2 separate regions of the Mus musculus genome follow, and region 2 is linked to region 1. A link is a contact called in public promoter capture Hi-C data. All regions are on one chromosome and are shown on one strand. Each heading gives the region's core, a stretch centred on a gene start, on an enhancer-like site or on the middle of the called end of the contact. The rest is flanking DNA. Distances are from core to core; before and after follow the strand shown.

Evidence for each region. Capture Hi-C pulls out chosen DNA fragments and counts their contacts.
Region 2: a promoter capture Hi-C map of liver shows a contact between it and region 1, with 4 times the contacts expected there. The contact joins the promoter of Marchf8 here to the promoter of Rpl32 in region 1. A contact is called at or near these places in 1 of 39 promoter capture datasets (neutrophils), 1 of 115 datasets of contacts at active chromatin or transcription factors (pancreatic cancer cells) and 1 of 9 other capture datasets (liver).

What each region holds. Positions count from the first base shown.
Region 1 is chr6:115,807,399-115,810,184 of GRCm38.p6, reverse strand. Rpl32 (ribosomal protein L32) reads left to right here and starts at 1,442. Exons shown (of 4, transcript NM_172086.2): 1 at 1,442-1,487; 2 at 2,283-2,383. The coding sequence starts at 2,288. Snora7a (small nucleolar RNA, H/ACA box 7A) reads left to right here and starts at 2,082; the gene lies at 2,082-2,210.
Region 2 is chr6:116,336,602-116,339,387 of GRCm38.p6, reverse strand. It overlaps Marchf8 (membrane associated ring-CH-type finger 8), which reads right to left and starts at 1,366. Exons shown (of 8, transcript NM_001302383.1): 1 at 1,173-1,366; 2 at 898-1,002.

The DNA of each region.
Region 1 (2,786 bases), core at 193-2,692:
CCAGTGGCATCTCTTCTGTCTGAGTTTGTACAAAGTTTGAAAATTTTTTAATTTAGTCTGCTGGGCAGTGGTGACACCTTACATCTCAGCACTTGGGAGGCAGAGACAGGAAGATCTCCAGCCAGCCTGGTCTACAGAGTGAATTCGACCACAGTCAGGCTTACACAGAGAAACCCTGTCTTAAAACAAAACAAAACAAAACAAAGGGTGGGACTGGGGTGGGGCCTGGAGAGATGGCTCAGCAGTTAAGAACACTGATTGCTCTTCCAGAGGTCCTGGGTTCAATTCCTAACCACATGGTGACTCACAACCATCTGTAATGGGATCTGATGCCCTCTTCTGGTGTGTCTGAAGACAGCTACAGTGTGCTCATATACATAAATCTTTAAAAAATGAGATTTATTCTATGTGATTGAGTGTTTTGCCTGCATGTATGAGTATGTACCACATGCATGTAGCGCCTACAGAAAAGGGCATCTGATCCCCTAGGGCTGGTGTTAACAAGGTTGTGAAGCAACGCTTGGTTCCTGGGAACTAAATGCCAGTCCTCTGAAAGAGCAACAGTGCTCCACCAAGCCACCTCCCCAGCTCAGGTTTGGTTTTATTTCCTCCTAAGATTATAGAGTTTTCACAATGATCTGTAAAACAAAAGATAAGCAAAATAGACTAAACTCGACCTACCTCTGCTTCCCAAGTGCTGTTATTAAAAAATGTGCACCACCACACCCAGCCAATAGACTATTTTCTTAGCAATATTATCAACCTATCACTTTTTTTTTTCCGAAACAGGGTTTCTCTGTGTAGCTCTGGCTGTCCTGGAACCCTCTCTGTAGCTCAGGCTGGCCTCGAACTCAGAAACCCGCCTGCCTCTGCCTCCCAAGTGCGGGGATTAAAGGCATGAGCCACCACCGCCCGGCTAACCCATCACTTATTAATACATTAGGTACATACCATAAGTAGAGAAGATTTAAACATACAGAAGTCGCGAGGAGGCTCAGTAGCACTTCATAAGCAGGGGTTTGCACATCTGTATATTAGGAAGTTTTAGGACATTTGCTCAACCAACCGCCTAAGGATCTTCGAAGAGTCTCTGTTTTGCTACCTCCCAGCCTCAAGGAGGCACCCTCGGGAACCAACAATTTAAAAAGCTATTGGGCTTCCACTTAGGGCGGAAATAAATGCCCACCTAGCAGGTCTTAGCTCAAAAAAAAACAAAAAACCCAAATTTCTTAAGTAGTCCCAAGAGAAAAATAAATTTTAGTTCACTCTAAGATGTTAATGTCTACTACAGAACACTAGTCCACTAGGGTTTTTTTCAGTATCATTTCTCAGGCACATCTTAGTTTTCTTTAGAGGACCCAGAGCCGGAAGTGCTTCCCTTTTCTCTGCCAGGACCTAAGACTCCGTCCCATCATACCTTGCGCGCCGCCGCCGCCTCTTCCTTCTTCCTCGGCGCTGCCTACGAGGTGGCTGCCATCTGTTTTACGGTGAGTCTGTATCGGCGGCCATCCGCCGCCCGCGGCTTCGACGGGACCCCGTCTCCGGGTGGGGAGGCCTCGGCGGCGGCCTCCGCACCAGCGTGGTAGTGGCGAGCGCGCGCGGGCCTGGCCACTGGCGCTGCTCCGGAGTCTGCCCGGGGGCCGGCATCGGCCAGGGCGGGCTTGCTGCCATGCGGCCCGAGAGTTTCGGACGGCACCCGCCGCTTTCTGCTTAGCTTGTTAGCAGCCTTTTTCTGCGGCGAATCCGAAATCTTAAGTCAGGGAGCTGCCGCCGCTCGCCAGTGAGCAGAAATGCTTTCTGAAGCGCAAGCCCGGCGGAGCAGGTTGTCTGCGCGGGGAGCAGAGAAGGCACCCTTTGGTTGGTGCTCTGAGACGACCGGGAGGGACAGACGGACTGGTGGCGTGTTAGGAGTGCATGGTGGCTTTGCGTATTTAAGGGCGCAACACTTCAAACATAACGAAGCTTAGTGGAGCGGGATTTGCCGCTCCTTCGCCACCAGAGAGACCTGGCTGGGGTTCTGTAAGATCGGTTGCGGTTCTTTGAGGTTCGGAGTGGGTGAGATGAACCACTGACCTCTTGGGATCGCGTCTGGAGAGTAGCTAGTATTCTTCCAGCTTCGGAAGCAAGAGGGAGAGCAAGCCTAGCAGAGGTACCCATTCCATTCCCAGTTTGCTCGGTAGCTGGTGATTGGAAGACACTCTGCAACATTACTCACTGAAGGCCTGAGACGCAGCCCCACCTCCCAGTTTCTTTACTAACTTGGGTCTGACTTTTGTCAAAAGGCATCATGGCTGCCCTCCGGCCTCTGGTGAAGCCCAAGATCGTCAAAAAGAGGACCAAGAAGTTCATCAGGCACCAGTCAGACCGATATGTGAAAATTAAGGTATGTGGTTCTGGGGTGGGGGTTAAGACCTGAGCACACATTTCTCGTTATCGCTTGTCTCTGCATTTTAAAAAGTTCATTTTAAAGATGACACTTTGTTTTATATTTATGCGTTTGAAGGGCAGGGAGAATCACTTTAAGGAGTTGATTCTCTCCTTCCTGTCTTGTGGGTCCAGGTCAGATTTAGTTTGTCTGACAGCAGGCACTTTTAAGTCATCTCTGCACCCTGACCCTGTATTTTAAAGATCTTTGGGGTTTTGTCTGCACACCAGGCACATGCATGCATGGAATTGAACCTCTGGAAGAGCAGCCAGTGCTCTCAACTGCTAAGACCTCTCTCTGGGCCTGCAGATCACCTGTTGGCTGGATGGGCATGCACACCCAGCAGTTCAGCAGTTAACTG
Region 2 (2,786 bases), core at 117-2,616, 530 kb before region 1:
CTCTTATCAATAAAGTCTCCAGAAACAAGAAGTTAGGAAAGTACACATGGCTCTTTATTTTAACTTCCTCAGTAATTTCACACTCTGCATACCCTCATTCACTGCATCCAACAGGATATTTCGTTTGATTTTATTGAACATAGGGTCTCACACACTGAATCTCTCAAAATGCAAAATTTTCTTGCTTCAGATTTTCAACATTTAGTTTTTAAAAAAAAAAGTGTCCACATCATTCCATGTATAGTTCATACATTCTTTTTCACAGCACGTGATTTGAGTATTCTAAATGAAGTATTCCACTCCCATTTTGAGTAACTAACCAAGCAAGTACATGTGAAGTCTACTATATAGAAGCACGATTGCAGTCCCTCCTGGGGCTGATCAGAAATACTGCTGTTTTTTCCAAGAGATAAGTTATATATTTATTATTTCTCTAATTGCATAACATATAATCGAACAAAATAAAGAAAAAAAAAAATAATGGGAAGGGCCATACTTCATACGTATCTTGAGACATCATCAAATTAACAAAAACATAAAACGACAAAAAAAAAAAAAAAAAACCACTTCATAATAAATCTTGACAGCTGTATGACCACTGTGTGTCTTTACGTGGGGGAGACAAAGAAGCAGAAAAGGGCTGGCTTTCTTTCTTCCTTTGTTGTTGTTTTTTTTTTTTTTTTTTTTTTCAAATGGGCTTTCAGAGAAGCGTGTTTTCTTTTTAAGGGAGGTTTAGCTGCGTTAAAGATACGTGAGAAGAACGTGAGCCATTATAATCCTCCCCTAATAAATTCCCTATTTAAAAAAACTTGACTCAGATGAAGGAGTCCAAAAAAAAAAAAAAAACATTTTTAAAGACGAGCAAATGGGCGGCGATTAAAATGTAAAGCAGCCTACCTACGCTTTGCCTCCAGCGCTTCTACTAGAGCAGCACCGTCCAGACGCCACGTCAGGCACTCAGACACCAGGAATCCACACTTCCATCTCGGACGGACGCGGAGACTGAAGCAGAGGCAGGGAGGGAGGGTTGCCCGGTGCGCGCCCTCACAGCCCAGCCCGGGCAGGACTTCACCTGAGAGAGCCCGAGACCTTCGGCCGCCCGCCGATAGGGTGACCGGACCCCGCCCCGCAGCACGCGGCCTCTCCCCGGCCCGAGACCTCCGCGCACCCACCTGTCGCGGCCTCCCAGCGGCCACACCCCTGGTGGCCCGGAGCGCGCGGCCCCGCCACGCCGCACCTCGGCGCGAGCAGCTCAGGTGGGCGCGGAGCTCCACGCGCGGCCCGCTTCCTGCATGACCCGGGCCGGACGCAGCAGGGCCGCTGGGTCAGCGCGCAGCCTACACCACCCAGCGAGAGGACGCCGACTGACCGGTCACGTGACGCGCCGGTCACGTGCCCCGCCGCGCCTCAGGCTAAAAGCGTTGCTTTGGCGACCTGGGGCGCTGGGAAGGCGGGGTAGCGGCGGCGGCCGCCTGGTAGACTGGCGCTGGGTGAGGCTGCTGGTAGACTCCGCCCGGCTTCACCTTCTCAGTGTAGAGAAAGGTAAACCTTCCGGTGCGCTAGCAAATGAAGTGGGAGCGAGAACTACGCGGTAAAACGTTTGTGTGTATGGACGAGCAGGGTTTTTTGTTTTGTTTTTTCTCTCACTCCCTAACCTAGAGAGACTCTGAGTGTATATGGTATGGATATGTAAATATGGTATTCATAATTTTTATGAGGATATTTCTGTCCATGTAGACAAGACGTATTTGACTCTACTTTGTCTACATTAAACTCATCCCTGATTATACCTGTACACTGGTGTTGTGACTTGTCCCCACCACAGTACTGTTGGTTGGACCCAAAGATTCTCTCAGAAGCTATCATTCCTAACTTTTACAATTTCTTGACATTCTAATTTTCCTAAGTCACATCTTACAGAAGGAGAGGTTTTGGCCACTGGCAGTTTTATTTATCCAATAATCTTTATTACACGGTACATTCAAGGTATTTTTTTTTAAATTCATGAGAGATTTGTAAGGCAATCCCTGCAGTACTCCACGATTTTCTATTGTCTAGAAGTAAGTCTGTTGGTTTAGCTAATCAGGTTACTCAGCATACTCAAATATGCTGGTCAGTTTGCATACTATGCTGTTTAGAGAGCAAACTGTCAGGAGACAAAACATCTGGATCCATGTAGCAAAGCAAAAAATGGGTCCATTCCTGTAGATCACCTTGAAAGCAACATTCATCTAGAAGATGGAATGGTGAATTTTTTTCGTGCAGATTTTTGCTGTGGGAAGCAGCAGCTACAACCTGAGAGAATCCTCCTGCCCTGGTGGCAGGCTTTCCTATAAGGCAGGACTAAACTTCCATTAGTGTCGTACATGGGCAAGAAGAGTCAATTAAGTGATTTGGGGGTGTGGGAGCCTGCCATCCGAAGTGACAAAGATTTCCAAGTTCTAGAAGTGTCTGAGTAGTTGTGGAGCTGGAAATATTATTTAGGCAAAGCTAGAGTCTCCTAACACAAGGATTCCCTACCCAAGAGATTTCTGAAGCCTCTCTTCATCTAAAACAAAGCTCTGAGTCCTGAGACCAAAATCTTGCATCTGTCCAAACAAGGGAACAAACAGGAAGTGGGAAGAAACCTCTGTACTTAGAAGGTAAAGCTGCTAAAATAAAGAAAAAAAGCAGTTGCTTTGAGGTGACCATTTGCTCAATGCAAGAAGCCTCGTGGCCTTTGGTAAAAATCCTCCTGTCTGTGCTAAAGGGGATGACTTCCCTCCTAGACTGTAGATCAGGGGATG